Regions from separate parts of the Macaca mulatta genome. Here region 2 is linked to region 1. Evidence: chromatin contacts called from public Hi-C data. All regions are on one chromosome and are shown on one strand. The core of a region is the stretch at or near the end of the contact, and the rest is flanking DNA. Distances in the headings are between cores, read along the strand shown.

Region 1 (7,354 bases), core at 3,249-5,748:
AACGACTTCCTTCCTCCGAGGAAACCCATGCCAGGGGCGTCCCCAGCCCCACCTCCCCACTTTGGCACCCCTCCTTTCAGCCGCGCGCTCTCATCAACCTGGGTGGTGACTCCTCAGGCTGCAGGCACAGGGGCATCCGAGGCACCCTAACATGCAGCCGGCCTCCACTCGGGCGTCCCGAGTGCCACCAAGTGCGGGCACAGGGCCAGGCCCCGCTGAGGAGCACATAGACTCCTCTATCCTTGCCGCCTGGAGGCACCCACGCTCCATGCGATGCTAGTACATCCTAAGTCGTGAGGAACCTATGTGGGATGGCACTGGTGGGGCGGGCGGACTCGGTCAAGGCAGCCTTTCTGAGGCCAGGGAGCAGCTCGGGGCGGAGGAGCTGCAGGGAGCTGGGTAGAGGCAGGGCCGGATGGGTCCCGGGTGCACTGACAGCACCCAGATGAAGGATCCAGGGTGGGCTGGAACAGGAGGGCCACATGCCCCATGTGGGGTCTAGACGGGTGTCCATCTGCCCAGCAGCTGGGGCAGGTGCTCCGAGCACCAGAGGCAGCAAGACCCAGGGTATTCGTCCCTCCTGAACAGCCAGCTGGCAGGGGTAACCCAGGCGGGGCACCTGAGCGGAGCAACGAGACAAGAGAAAGGATGCACTGGGTGGGCTCATGAAGAGGAAGAGGCTTGGGAAAGAACAATGTCTGCGAGCAAGGTGGGCCCAAGGCCGCGTTTACTAGAGCAGGAGGGCATGCAGGTTTGGGGCCACAGGGCCGGAGCAGGGAAATACCACCTGCTGGTGGGGGCCTGAGGCTGCCCATCCTCAGACAGGCAGGGAGACCAGGCCTGGCCGCCCAGACCTCAGGAGCGGGCAATGGGACAGCAGCGCAGCCTGGCATGGCCAGCATCACCCTCCCTGAGGGTGAGGAGGGGGCTGGATGAGGCTGCGCCCCACAGCATAGTGGACAGGCTGGAGTCAGGCACGGTTAACCGAGGAGCCAACTAGCCTGGTGGTACTCCAGCACGGCCAGGCTGGGAGTAGGGGATGTAGGGGACACGGAGGCCAGGGGAAGATGGCTGTGGATAGGGGACTTGGGGGCCTGGGGGAGATGCCTGGGGTGGGACTTGGGGGCCGTTGGGAGATGGCTGTGGTGGGATGTGGGGGGCTGCGGTGGGATGTGGGGGGCCGGGGAGAGATGGCTGGGGCTACAGAGGGAGACAAGACATCTAGGTCACCCCGACAGGAGAGGGTCACGTGTCTGAAGACAGAAGTACAGAACCCACGGGGAGAGGCTTGGGGATGGGCTATGCAGCAAATGATCGGGGAAAGGGCGCTCTACGTGAGCCCTGGAGACGGCCAGGCCAGGCCCCAAGGAGAGTGAGAGGTAGAGGGGGGACCTGCCTAGGAACAGGAGGCCCCCAGGACCCCCTACAGGGACAGGTGTCTGCCTGGGGCCTTGCAGCTCCACACTCCCCAGCATGCCATGGGCACACAAAAGGGCAGCGGTGAGGGCCTGCCCACACGTGCGGAGGGGGACCCTGTGGATGGCTCCCAGCGCCATCTAGAGAGCCTAGACCTCCACGGAGCCCGGATGGGGACACCAGCAGGGAGCATCTTACAGACAGGGCCAGGGTCACGGAGGACGGGATGGGGGGAACGATAGGAATAGGAAAGCATGACCCGAGCCAGCAGGCCACCCTCCTGACCTGGGACCTTGGGTAACTGTGGGCTGGCCGTCTGTGCCCCCTCCCATTGCCTGCCTGTGAGGTGAGGGTGGGCTGCCCTGGGGGGCCCACAGCCTCATCAGGACTCCCGCAGTAACACCAGGGACCAGAGCAAGCTGGCGAGCAAGACGCAAACAGCAGGAATCAGCCCTTGAGAAAGACACGGCCAGAAAAGAGGCCCAGAACGTGGGGCTCCACCACCCCAGGGACTCTGTCAGCCAAGGCTGAGACCAGCGCCCCTGCCTCCCACCGAGGGGAGCCTGGCTCGGCTTCCACCCCAGCACCTGCCAGGGGTCGGGCCCATCTGGCTCCTCGCCTGAGCAGCAGCTGTAGCCTCTGCAGGGAAGGTCTGGGTCCAGGTGTGTGGAACTAACAAGCACATGGAGGCAGCCGATTCCATACAGCATCCTGGACCCTTTCCTCCCAATTTTTGCAAAGCCTTAGTCCCATAAGGGAGGCCAAGACAACGCCAGGGTTCAGGAGTTGAGGGCTGCAGAGGGAATTCCTGAGCACACATGGGACACAGAATATACTCAGGAGGTGGTGCCGAACTCAGTAAGGGGAAAAGGAGGCTAGAGTGAGGCAGCAAGTTCAAGATGGGAAGGAAACAGGACGAATGCAAAGGAGGGGAGAGCAGCAAACACCAGACTTCCCAGGACCCCTCCTTCAGCCCAGTAAGGCGGGGCAGGCCCTAGAAGCAGCTGGCTGGGGGCACCCAGTGCCAAGCCGCACCCCGGCTGACAGCTCACGGCCACAGCCCCTGGCCACAGAGTTCCTGGAGGGTGTGGGGCTACAAGGAATGAGAGCAGGCAGAGGCTGCCGGAGTAAGCACACGCAGATGTTCACTCATGTCTTGCATCAGACCTGCAGCCTGGACCGGAACCTCACGTGCCAAGAACTCCTTAGCGTCTTCTTTCCAGAAGGAAGCTACAGGTGTGCCAGGAAGCCTGGCTGTTGGAGAGTGAGGTCATAGTACGAAGGACTGGCTGGCAAGGCAGGCTCTGGCAAAGCCAGGAAGCGCCCTGAGGAAGCCATGGGCCAAGGTTCTCCGTGACTGTTCCGGCACCCCAGATCTCCCCGGGGTCTGGGTCAGCCTCCTTCTGTCACATGACAGACTGACAGCATCTCCAAATGTCTTTTTCCAAAAACGGCACAGGATAGATGCTCACAAATTGCTCAGAGAATTTCAGCGTCTCTTCAGCTCCTTTGATGTAAAGGTCTACTTATAAAAAACAAAGAAAAGGAAAAAAAGAAAGAACCTATCCTTCGGCCGGGCGCGGTGGCTCAAGCCTGTAATCCCAGCACTTTGGGAGGCCGAGACGGGCGGATCATGAGGTCAGGAGATCGAGACCATCCTGGCTAATACGGTGAAACCCCGTCTCTACTAAAAAAAAAAAATACAAAAAACTAGCCGGGCGAAGTGGCGGGTGCCTGTAGTCCCAGCTACTCGGGAGGCTGAGGCAGGAGAATGGCGTGAACCCAAGAGGAGGAGCTTGCAGTGAGCTGAGATCCGGCCACTGCACTCCAGACTGGGTGACAGAGCGAGACTCCGTCTCAAAAAAAAAAAAAAAAAGAAAGAACCTATCCTTCAATACTGTTCTGCATCACTTCTGAGAAGAGGAAAGTTAGATTCCTGACAGATGCCACCAGCTGAATGAAGTCTTCTCTGAACAAACCGGGGGAATTTCACAATGCTGGAAGCAAACAAATCTCTAAGCTCAGCAAACCAAGGGGCTCCAGCCAGGTGCCCACAGTCAGCAGCTGGCAGTGCAGTGAGGGTGGAGGAACGCTGCATGGTACCCTCTGACCCCTCCAGGACTTCCAAGTCTGTACAGTCAAAAATGTCTCCCATTCACTGTGGAGATGAGCGCCAAAGGGGGCGGCGGCGAGGAGGACGAAAACTTCCTAACACTTTTCTACCTTCCCGCCAAGAACCGGGAGGGGGCCTTCCCCTCTGGTGGGCAGGTGTCCTTCCGAGGCTAGTGTCACCTCCACTCCACAGAGGAAAACGTCAGTCTCGGAAGGAGTTTGCTCAGGGTCACCCAATGGGGGCCCTGAAACACAGCTGGGCTGAGAATGCCCAGAGTTTGACGCCCTGCTTCCAGGACGGGTGGCCTCCGGAGGGTCCCCCTTGCCTTGTTTCCTCCATCCGAATGGAGGCCCCTGGGAAATCAACTCCCGAAGACGAGCAGATCACCGAGTTCTCCATCTCATCAGGCCCCTTCCTGAGGCCCGACAGGAACCCCCAGGACACGGGGTAAGCCCCCAGGCTGTCCCCACAGGGCTTGCCCACTCCTCCAACCCGCTCGGCAGCCTCCGGCCTCCCAGCCCCAACGCCCCGCCGTCCTCCGCACGGCCGGGACCCCGCCCTGGGTGGCCCCACCAGGCCTCTCTCGGAAGCCGGCGCCGCCGGGCCCACGGCCGGACCTCAGTAAGGCAAAGTCCCCTTCCCGCTGCCGGGAGCCCCGCCACCCCCCGGTCGCGCCCCCGGCGCCCCGCACCTGGCGCAGCTCCTCGCGGCACACGGCGCAGTAGCGCTGCTCGCACAGCACCCGCATCTTGGTGGAGCAGCGGTAGCACACCGGGTGGTCGCAGCGGCCTAGCGCCGTGGCCTCCAGGTCTCCGCAGCATAGCACGCAGCTCCCGCCGCCCCGCTCAGGAGCCGCCACCGCAGCCGCCTCCAGGGCCGCGCGCCGCCCCTCGGCGACCCCCGCAGCAGCCATGGTCCGGGCTCCGGACCTCTCTCGGCCGGCGCGGCGCCGCGCGGCCTGGCTCCCGGCGGGCCCGCCCCTTCCGGGCCAACGTCACCGCCCCGCCCAGCAACGGGCCCGCCCGGCGGAAGTGTGCGTGGCGACTTCCGCCTTAGCGAGGTGCCGGCTAGAGCGGTGGTCCTCATAGCGGCCGCTCTAGCCCGAGCCGACAGCTTGGAGGTCCGCGCCGCCAGCTCGGCCAGGCAGCCAGCCCCGTGCTCCTCTGGGCCGCGCGTGTCATGTCAATCCTCGCCGGGCTTCACGGAGTGGCGTTCAAATCACTACATGAAAGACAACTCGAAAGGCAGCACGTGGTGACGTCCATCTCGCAGCCCAGGGAAGTCTCGCCAGTCCTGCCGAGAAGGGGCCTCTGGAAGGCAGGAACGGAACGTGTCCTCTTTACACTGGGCCCCTCACAGGGCGTGTTTGGATGGATGCTACAGTACGGGGCCTCCTCCCTACCCTTGGGGGCCAGGCACACTCAGGACCTCCCTCCCACTGCCATCCAGAAGGCTGGTCCAGATCTAAACCCTACTGGAAAAGAGGCAGTATGTTATATAAACGAGCCTGAACTTTACTTATTTGTTTATTTGAGACAGGGTCTTGCTCTAGCTGTAACACAGTGAGTGGTACGATCACAGCTCACTGAGGCTTCAACCTTCTGGGCTCAAGTGATCCATGCCCAGTGAGCTTGGACTTTAGAAACGACAGAAAGGGGCTTGAAACCCCAATTCTGCCACTTGAAAAAAGCTGCCGGGCACAGTAGCTCAAGCCTGTCATCCCAACACTTTGGGAGGCTGGGGTGGGTGGATCACCTGAGGTCGGGAGTTCGAGACCAGCCTGACCCACATGGAGAAACCCCGTCTCTACTGAAAATACAAAAAATTGGCCGGGTGTGGTGACGCATGCCTGTAATCCCAGCTACTCTGGAGGCTGAGGCAGGAGAATTGCTTGAACCCAGGAGGGGAGTTTGTGGTAAGTTGAGATTGCGCCATTGCACTCCAGCCTGAGCAACAAGAGCGAAACTCCGTCTCAAAAACAAAACAAAACAAGAAAACAGAAAAAAACACACAAAAATTAACCGGGCATCGTGACATGCACCTGTAGTTGCAGCCACTTGGGAGGTTGAGGCACAAGAAACGCTTGATCCCGGGAGGCAGAGGTTGCAGTGAGCAGAGATTATGCCCCTGCACTCCAACCTGGGCAACAGAGTGAGACTCGATCTCAAAAAAAAAAAAAAAAAAGAAAAGAAAACTGGGAAAAGTTATTGTAAGGATGTAAGAAGTTCAACATATCTTGGAGTATTTAGGAAAAATAACAAATGTATATAGAAAGACAAGCAAAGAAAATAAGACAGCTATCAATGAGAAAGGAAATGTAAATAGTACACTACTTGGTTCAGTAGAAAATATTTACATAGTTTTTGCTAATTCTATATAAATATTAATCTTTCAGGTTTTTGTTTTTTTTTTTTTTTTTTTTTTTTTGAGACAGGGTCTTGCTCTGTCATCCAAGCTGAAGTCCAGTGCTATGATCATGGCTCACTGCAACCTTGAACTCCTGGGCTCAAGGGATCCTCCTTCTTTAGCCTCCCATGTAGCTAGAATTACAGGAGTGTGCCACCATGCCTCTCTAATTTTTAACATTTTTTGGTAGAGCTGGGGTTTTGCCATGTTGCCCAGGCTGGCCTCGAACTCCTGGCCTCAGGTAATCCTCCCACCTCGGCCTCCCAAAGTGCTGAGATTACAGGTACGAGCCACCCACGCCTGACTGATTAATGGTTTCACCAAACTTTGCGATGGAGTCATATTAGGAGGACGCAGAGAGGAGAAATAAGGGGATTGGGTTTCAAGAGAGCCAAAGCTTCATTTCATTTAGTGGGAAGCTATTTGATGTTGCCTGAGATGGCTAAATCAAGAAACAGCAGTTTATAATGAAAGTCGGCCATCTTCAATGGAGGGGAGGGTATTTTTTGTCTCCAGGAGGTGTTTGGAAGTGTCTGGAGCCATGTTTGGTTGTCACAGCGGGGCGTGCCTGGCATCTAATGGTGTATTAATTTCCCAAGGTTGCCATAAAAAATGGCCACTGGAGGCCAGGCGCGGTGGCTCACACCTGTAATCCCAGCACTTTGGAGGCCGAGGCTAGCGGATCACCTGAGGTCGGAAGTTCGAGACCAGCCTAACCAGCCTGACCAACATGGAGAAACCTCATCTCCACTAAAAATACAAAATGAGCTGGGCGTGGTGGTGCATGTCTGTAATCCCAGCTACTCGGGAGGCTGAGGCAGGAGAATCACTTGAACCCGGGAGACGGAAGTTGTAGTGAGCTGAGATCGCATCATTGCACTCCAGCCTGGGCAACAAAGAGGGAAACTCTGTCTCAAAAAAAAAAAAAAGGCCGCCGGGCGCGGTGGCTCAAGCCTGTAATCCCAGCACTTTGGGAGGCCGAGACGGGCGGATCACGAGGTCAGGAGATCGAGACCATCCTGGCTAACACAGTGAAACCCCGTCTCTACTAAAAAATACAAAAAACTAGCCGGGCAAGGTGGCGGGCGCCTGTAGTCCCAGCTACTCGGGAGGCTGAGGCAGGAGAATGGCGTAAACCCAGGAGGCACAGCTTGCAGTGAGCTGAGATCCGGCCACAGCACTCCAGCCTGGGCGACAGAGCCATCCGTCTCAAAAAAAAAAAAAAAGAAACCCGGAAGGCGGAGCTTGCAGTGAGCTGAGATCCCGCCACTGCACTCCAGCCTGGGCGACAGAGTGAGACTCCATCTCAAAAAAAAAAGGCCACGGACCAGGCGTGGTGGCTCATGCCTGTAATCCCAGCACTTTGGGAGGCCAAGGCGGGCGGATCACGAGGTCAGGAGATTGAGACCATCCTGGCTA
Region 2 (7,461 bases), core at 2,762-5,261, 150 kb after region 1:
GGGCTGGTTGGGGGGGCAGGGGCGGGTCTGAGCACCTGAGGGTGCAGGTGATGGTGGATGTCCTCACTGCCCTGTCCCCAGCTCTGCTGCTGCTCTACGATGTGACCAACAAGGCCTCCTTTGACAACATCCAGGTCAGTGGCCTTCCCGGTGGGGTGAAAGGGCCCTGATACGGCCTGACCCACCCCAACCTCCTTCTGGTAGATGACATCAGGGTTCCAAAGGACCCCACTGAGAGTAGGGGGAGGGAAATGACAGCCTTCTGGGCTGGAGGTGGCCCAAGTAGACCTGAGTGCCATTCCAGCTCCCTCAACAGGACCCTTTGCATAAGGGACCTGTAAGGTGGGCTTCCCTAAGTGATACACGGGGGGTTATCACTTCTAAAGACAGGTATCCTGGCCAGGCATGGTGGCTTACCCGAGGTCAGGCGTTTGAGACCAGCCTGGCCAACATGGTGAAACCCCATCTCTACTAAAAATACAAAAATTAGCCGGGTGTGGTGACACACACCTGTAATCCCAGCTCCTCAGGAGGCTGAGGTTACAGTGAGTCAAGACTGTGCCACGGCACTCCAGCCTGGACGACAGAGCCTGGACGACAGAGCAAAACTGTCTCAAAAAAATAAAATGGGCCGGGCATGGTGGCTCACACTGTAATCCCACCACCTTGGGAGGCCGAGGTGGGCAGATCATGAGGTCAGGAGTTGGAGACTGGCCTGGCCAACATGGTGAAACCCCTTCTCTACCAAAGATACAAAAAATTAGTTGGGTGTGGTGGTGCATACCTGTAATCCCAGCTACTTGGGAGGCTGAACCCTCCTAAGGTTCTCTGAACCCGAGGAGAATAGCTTGAACCCAGGAGATGGAGATTGCTTCATTGCACTCCAGCCTGGGCAACAGGGGAAGACTGTCTCAAAAAAAAAAAAAAAAAAAAGATGAAATAGACAGGTGCCCTGTACAGTGTGACCTGGAGGACCAAAGTTCTGGGGCATGGGGCAAGCCATGGAGGGAGCCCCAGCCTCGTCTGCTGCCTCCCACAGGCCTGGCTGGCCGAGATCCATGAGTATGCCCAGCACGACGTGGCGCTCATGCTGCTGGGGAACAAGGTGGGAGGCCCGGTTGTCCTCACCTGGGTCACAGGGCAGGGCAGGTGAGGGGGCAGGGGCCAACCATGGGCCAGCTGTCACCAAGACCCTGTGCCTGGGCCAGGTGGACTCTGCCCATGAGCGTGTGGTGAAGAGGGAGGACGGGGAGAAGCTGGCCAAGGTGAGTCAAGGCAGGGGGGTGGTGAGGGGTTGCCCCTGGAGGCCACGAGCCTGGGCTGTCCCCGCCAGGCCACCACCTGGCAGCAGCTGTTTACAGGAGTATGGGCTGCCCTTCATGGAAACCAGCGCCAAGACGGGCCTCAACGTGGACTTGGCCTTCACAGCCATAGCAAAGTAAGTCCTGCCAGTCACCAGGGCTCCCCCAGCACAGGGCCTAAACCCTCTTATTGGAGTCCAGGTCATCGTGTCCCCTTGTCACCCCCACTCCGCAGGGAGTTGAAGCAGCGCTCCATGAAGACTCCCAGCGAGCCACGCTTCCGGCTGCACGATTACGTTAAGAGGGAGGGTCGCGGGGCCTCCTGCTGCCGCCCTTGAACCTGGCTGAGCTCAGTCCTCTGGAGGAAGCCGCCCAACCCCCAGAAGACTGGACAGTCTCCAGGCCCTTCTGACTTTGTTGCCCAGTGGCCAATACCAGTGTCTGTTTCCAGGAGCCCCAGGTCAAGCCTTGCTCCTTCCTCCTCCCAGCAGCAGTCCCAACAAGCAGGCTTCTGACAGCCCGTGGCCCGCACACTGGCCACCGTGGAAAAGCAGCCTTCTGCACGGGAGGGGGCGCGGCATGTGGACAGACTTTGCCACGGTGCTCTGCTGCCCCCTCCTGGGCACACCCAGGTGAGGGAGGGCTGGGGCTGGCACCACGCACAGTGCCTAACCCTAGAAAAGCCATGTCTTCACCCGCACACTGCTCAGGCAGGTCAGGGAGGTCGCCTGCCCACGCCTGGGACAGAGGGCTTCACTGCTAATCACATCGTGCATCTGTGTGTCCTGGGACCTACCTGCTCCCAGTCCACCCTCTAGGAGGCTCTGGCTCAAACAGCAACAGGGTTTTCCTCAGTGACCTTGGAGGATGCCTGTGGCCTTGTGATAAAACGTGGGAAATCACAGAAACGCCAGAAAACAACAAATGCCAGCCCAGCCTGGCCACAGCTGAGGTCTGTGATTTCCCAGCACGCTCCACCTTGCACTCAACTTGGCCTGTTGATCGCAAGCCTTTGTTTTCAGTCCTAGTGAATAAAGTTGTGTTTTCTGAAGCGTCTGTCTCATGTATTGAAAAAAATCCACTTCTAGAGCAGATGCTAGAGCTTGAGAGACTCAGCAGGGCCCAGAACCGTCAGCAGGTGTGTGGTTATCACTCCCCCATGGCTGAGGCCTCCCTAGAGAGGAACATGGGAACCCTAGGTGGTGTCAACTTCCCTCCACAGATCTCAAAGGCTTTTTTGGACTCACCCTGGGGCAAAGGCATGAAAAACAGTATTTGGCTGGGTGTGGTGGCTCACACCTGCAATCCCAGCACTTTGGAAGGCTGAGGCGGGTGGATGACCTGAGGTCAGGGGTTTGAGACCAACCTAACACGGAGAAACCCCGTCTCTACTAAAAATACAAAATTAGTTAGGCATGGTGGTAGGCGCCTGTCATCCCAGTTACTTAGGCGGCTCAGGCAGGAAAATCGCTTGAGGCGGTGGTTGTGCCATCGCACTTCAGCCTGGGAAACAAGAGTGAAACTGTCTAAAAAAAAAAAAAAATTACGGGCAGAAATGGCGAAGGCAATCCCAAGAGATGGAAAGTCACTGGTAACGAGTTTCCGTTCCGTTTTCATGTCTGTGCACTTTCCCAAGATTGCCTGTGGATAAGCCAGACCTCCGGGGTGCCAGAAGAATAGGAAAATAAAGACACTTGAGAGAAAACCGAATCAACTCACTACCTTTGCTTTATTGCTAAGCACTTCAATCGCCACAACGCCCACCTTACCGCTCGGCCCTCCGGATTGAGGTTTACTTAGGTTCAAAATTTGCAGCCGGCTGGCGACGAAACCTGAAAGTCAGACAGCGCCAAAACGTAGACATAAGTCCCCACTCCCTCGTTTCGGGGAACACTTGTTTCCATTCTCAGCCCGTCTCCGTCAAGAGTGAGCACCCCCAAGCCTCAGTCTTGCAAAATAATCAGACTGCACGTGCAGTTTTCATACGAGGTGTCAGAAGTCAAAGCAATTCATCACAGGCTTGGAGAATAGGGGAACCCAGACCCGGCCCAGTCTTACCTGCAGGTAGCTGAGGGTCTGAGATTCAGGAAGAAACGTTTAAACACTAAGGGACAAAGTGGAGCCTAGGCCAAGGCTGGACGCCCGGGGACCAGGCCGGCCTGCAGCTTTCAGGCCGCCCTCAAAGCCACGCTCGTGGCCCAGTTCTTCCCTGGATCTTAGCACATGGCGTACGCATTAACACAACCCTCCAGCTTCGCACTCGACCGCAAAAGAAAGGAGGCGCGCGAGGCTCAAGCTTTTATAGAAACTTTCCCACCTCTGTCATTGGGCTATCCTGGCGGAAGTGCCCGCCTTCCCCTGACGCTGGTACGCCCCGCTCCCTACCGCGTTGTTTCCATCAATCGTACCGTGGCATTTCTTTTGGCAGCGGTCTCTCGGACCCAGAACCGAAGCTCCTCCCTTATGCAGAGTCCGTAAAGCCTAACAGTGAGTGACGGATGAGCAAAGCCAATCAGACATCAACCTGCAACATAGAGTGATTCTGAAGCCGCCAATCCCGCCCCGTGACGACGAGGCCGCCGGAAGTCGTAGTTTCGGAAATGCCGCGCATGAGGCAGCCGACCGGGCCCCGAGAGGTGGGGAACTACAAGTCCCGGCGGGCGCAGCGGCCGAGCGCTTCCGGCTCGCGCGTCCCGTCCCTTTCCCGGCCGGCGGCCGAGGGGGCATCATGAAGCGGGCTGGCAGTGCTGCCGCTCCCGGGCGGCCGCGGGCGGGTGAGTGTCCCCGCGGCGCGCCCGACCCGGAGCTCGCGCCTCGGGGCCGCGCAGTGGGGCGGGATCGGGCGCGTCGAGGTCGAGGCGAGGCGAGGCGAGGGGTCGGGCGGGGGGGGGGCGGGGCTGAGACGGTCGGGGTCGGGGTCCGGGTCCGGGTCGGGGTCGGAGTCCGCGTCGCTGTCCGTCCGCCTGTCAGTTGTCCGTCCCTCGCTCCGTCGTGTTCTCGCGCGTTCTTTACTCATTCCTTTTTCCTGCATTCCCCGAGCCGCCCGGGTGCCAGGCACTGTTCTGGCCGCCGGGAGACTGCGGAGAACACGGTCCCAGTTCTCCTGTGATCGGCATCTGCTGCAGGGTTCCCCAACCTCCGCACCATCGACCACGCGGTCCGGGTCGCTCTTTGCTGCGGGGGGCTGCCCTGTACATTGTAGGATGTGGAGCAGCCTGCCTGGCTCCTGGCCGCTAGATACCAGTAAACACCCGCTCTTCCTCAATTGCGATAACAAATGTCTCCTGCGGGACAACTCCCCCTTATTCCCGGTCTAGACAGACATGGTGGTGGGATGGACAAGAGATAGTCAAAATCGTGGGGAGCGGCGGTATGTGCTGTGAAAGAAAGAAAGAGGGTGCTGAAAAAGTGAGTACTGGTCGGGGGTGCGGGCGGCGCTACCGTTAGCCAAAGGCCTGATGGAGAAGCAGCCAGTCCCGGGACGTGCAGGAGGAGCGTTCCAAGAAGAGGGAGTCCGATGTACAAAGGCCTGGGGTGAGAAGGGGCCTGACGCACCCCAGCAAGCCCTGGCAAGTGGAGAGGCGAAGTCGATGAGGCCGGACCAGGTTCACAGAGTGCATGGCGGGGGTGGGGGCGGGGTTATTGTGCTTTCAAATGACTTGGGGTTGAGGAAGCGCTGGAGAGGCGGGTCCGATCTAGGTCCGGTAAAGAGCTTTCTAGCAGTTTGTGGACCACAGACTTCGGAGCTCACTGGGGAAGCAGGAGAGAGGGAGGCTAGGCCATCGTCTCCTAATCCCCACTGGGGTCCAGCTGTCAAGATATGGTTGTCTTGAGCCAGGCCAGAGTGGTCAGCTGGGGCTGAGTCTGGAGTCCAGGAGAGGGGCCTGCTGGATCCCACCCTGCTCTTCGGGGTGGAGGGCTGCTTGCTTGCTCAGGAATTTCACGCCGCCCAGCCTGTCTGCCCTCCTTTCTCACCACCCCTCCGACCCCTTCCTGGGCACACACAGGCCCCCTAGCCCTCGCCACGTGAGGAGCCTCCCTTTTCCTCATTCCTTCTCTTTGGGCTTCTCCCTTCCTAGACCCCTTTCCTGTGCCTCTCTATTGGGAATATCCTGACTTCACTGCTCTGGGCATTCATAGTTCTCTGTGGAAGCCCCGGGCCCCGTGTCCTGATGGGGAGCAGTGGTATGGGTAGCCTGGTCGAGGGAGGGGAGGGGCCAGGAGTCGGCACCCCAACCTGATGCCTCAACCTGAGGGTCTCTAGTGAAGTGACTTCCACCGTAGCCCACTGGGGCCAAGTGTCACGATATTTCTGGAAGTGAATGGAAAAGTTCAGGGTCTTTGGCACCCACCGAAAAGTGCCTTTGGCAGATTGAGTGGCGATTGGTGGGGCTCCTGCCCCTCCGTCTGCCTGTGTCCCCCACCAGGTTCCTAGCTCCTCCCAGGTCAGATTCGCGTTCAGCCATCACATGTCCCCACCCTCCCGCATAGGGCCTGGCACCCCATGGTTGGTGTGACTCTCGGCCAGCTGGATGGACAAGGAATGAGCAGTTTGGGGAAAGGAGGAAGATGCGGTTGAAGGGCCTCCTGGCCAGGAAGCATGGGCAGCCTGGCTCTGGGATGCAGCCGCTCCCTGCCTTGGCATGGGACTGGCTCAGGCACTGCCAGGGCTCTGGATATGTGGTAGCTGTGGACGAAGCAGAAGGAATGGGACTCTGGTCACCACGACACAGCCTGGGCCGGCCTCTCCGCCTTCCTCAGTCTCCATGGTCTGCTCAGCAGAGGAGCTACTGTCTGGGGCGCCTTCCCTCTTGACAGGTGCATCTTCTCTTGGCTCCTTCCAGACGAGGGTCCGGCTCTACTCCAGTTTTCGAGAAACTGGAGGCTGGGAGGGCAGGTACACAGCTGTAAAGTGGCAGAAATGGAATTTGAACCGAGCTCTGTCTGAGCCCAGTGCCCGTTGCTTTGACCATGGTGTCACAGCATCTCCTGGACCGACGCCCTGCGGGATCAGGGAGGGCATGTGGGGAGGGCCGAGAACTGTTGGCTGCGTGTGTCTCGGTCTGGCCTTCTCGGTGGGTGGGCACCGAGGACTTCACCAGGCCCTCTGTGTGGCTCATGTGGGAGGAACCTGTGGAGAGGGACCCACCAAGCCCTTAGTCTTCTACAGATCCCCCGTTGCCCCCAGCCTTGCTCCCTGGAGGAGGAGGGTGCAGCCAGGTGGGGCAGGTGAAAGGGGAAAGTGAGCACTGGAGGCTGGGGCTGGTCATGTGCAGACCCGGACGCCCTCACCCAGCTGGAGGAGGCCAGCTGCCTGGAAACTCGGGGTGGAGGTGACCCAACCCCAGAAGCACCCAGGTGGGAAGTGGGGGGTAGCGACGCAGAGGGCCAGGACTGAGGGGCATGGGACGGTGTGGGAAAGGAGGTGGCAGTGCGGTGGCACGCTGGCATGAAAGTGCTGGGTGGCTGAGTGGGTCAGACGGTCTCTGCCCTCACGTTCCTGTTGCCTCTTCGGGCCCAGATCTGGCCAGTGTTTGTGTCAGCTCCCTGCTGCTGCAGGGCAGAAGGAAGGAGAGAGCCCGGGAGACTGAGCCACACAGGAAGCAAATGAGAACATAGAGCAGGACGGGGAGACATGGGCTGGGGTGGGGGGGCGCGCACCGCTGCCCTTGGCTCTTGGGCAAAGCTCATGACCTGTTGCTGAGAGTCTGAGGCCCACTTGACTTGGGTGAGAGCCAGGAATGCACTCCCCAGCCCGGGGCCGTGAAGCTGGGGTTTCTTCCTGTGCCCCAGGATACTCTCCCCACTCTGGATCCCAGCAGCCTCATCCTCCAGGAAGCCCTCTGGACTTCCCCTTGTCTGGACCAAGTCCCCACACAATAGACAGCCATGAGATACGGGGAAAGAAGGACTGAGAGATGTCGCCAGCCCTCAAGGGGCCAGAGGGGCAGCAAAAGGAATCTTTACTGTGAAGTTGGGGTAAAACCTTGGCCAAGCTGGGGGGACCCCCTCCCTGGAGCAGAGGGAGCTGTGGACAGTGGAGAGGCTTGGCCAGGGCAAGACAGGCTTGCAGGCTGAGTGGCTGCAGTAGGAGCAGAGCTGGGGAGTTCAGAGGCCTCTGCAGAGCTGGGGCTGTGGGTGTGGGGGGCAGGGACAGGCG

The links. A called contact is a pair of places that touch in the nucleus more often than the background predicts.
Region 2: a contact with region 1 is called in a Hi-C map of CD4 T cells, with 4 times the contacts expected there. The contact joins the promoter of TRAF7 here to the promoter of ZNF598 in region 1. A contact is called at or near these places in 3 of 14 Hi-C or Micro-C datasets (CD4 T cells, fetal cortex germinal zone and liver).

The regions. Positions count from the first base shown.
Region 1 is chr20:3,227,810-3,235,163 of T2T-MMU8v2.0, forward strand. ZNF598 (zinc finger protein 598, E3 ubiquitin ligase) reads right to left here and starts at 4,499. Exons shown (of 11, transcript XM_077985110.1): 1 at 4,221-4,499. It overlaps LOC144337811 (a long non-coding RNA gene), which reads left to right and starts at 4,641. Exons shown (of 3, transcript XR_013411403.1): 1 at 4,641-5,017.
Region 2 is chr20:3,383,239-3,390,699 of T2T-MMU8v2.0, forward strand. TRAF7 (TNF receptor associated factor 7) reads left to right here and starts at 4,012. Exons shown (of 21, transcript NM_001261227.2): 1 at 4,012-4,075. LOC106994912 (a long non-coding RNA gene) reads right to left here and starts at 3,578. Exons shown (of 2, transcript XR_001441598.3): 1 at 3,360-3,578; 2 at 3,012-3,133. It overlaps LOC114674502 (small nucleolar RNA SNORD60), which reads right to left and starts at 3,322; the gene lies at 3,240-3,322. RAB26 (RAB26, member RAS oncogene family) reads left to right here. Exons shown (of 9, transcript XM_077985323.1): 5 at 82-134; 6 at 1,040-1,105; 7 at 1,209-1,265; 8 at 1,362-1,438; 9 at 1,537-2,352. The coding sequence ends at 1,639.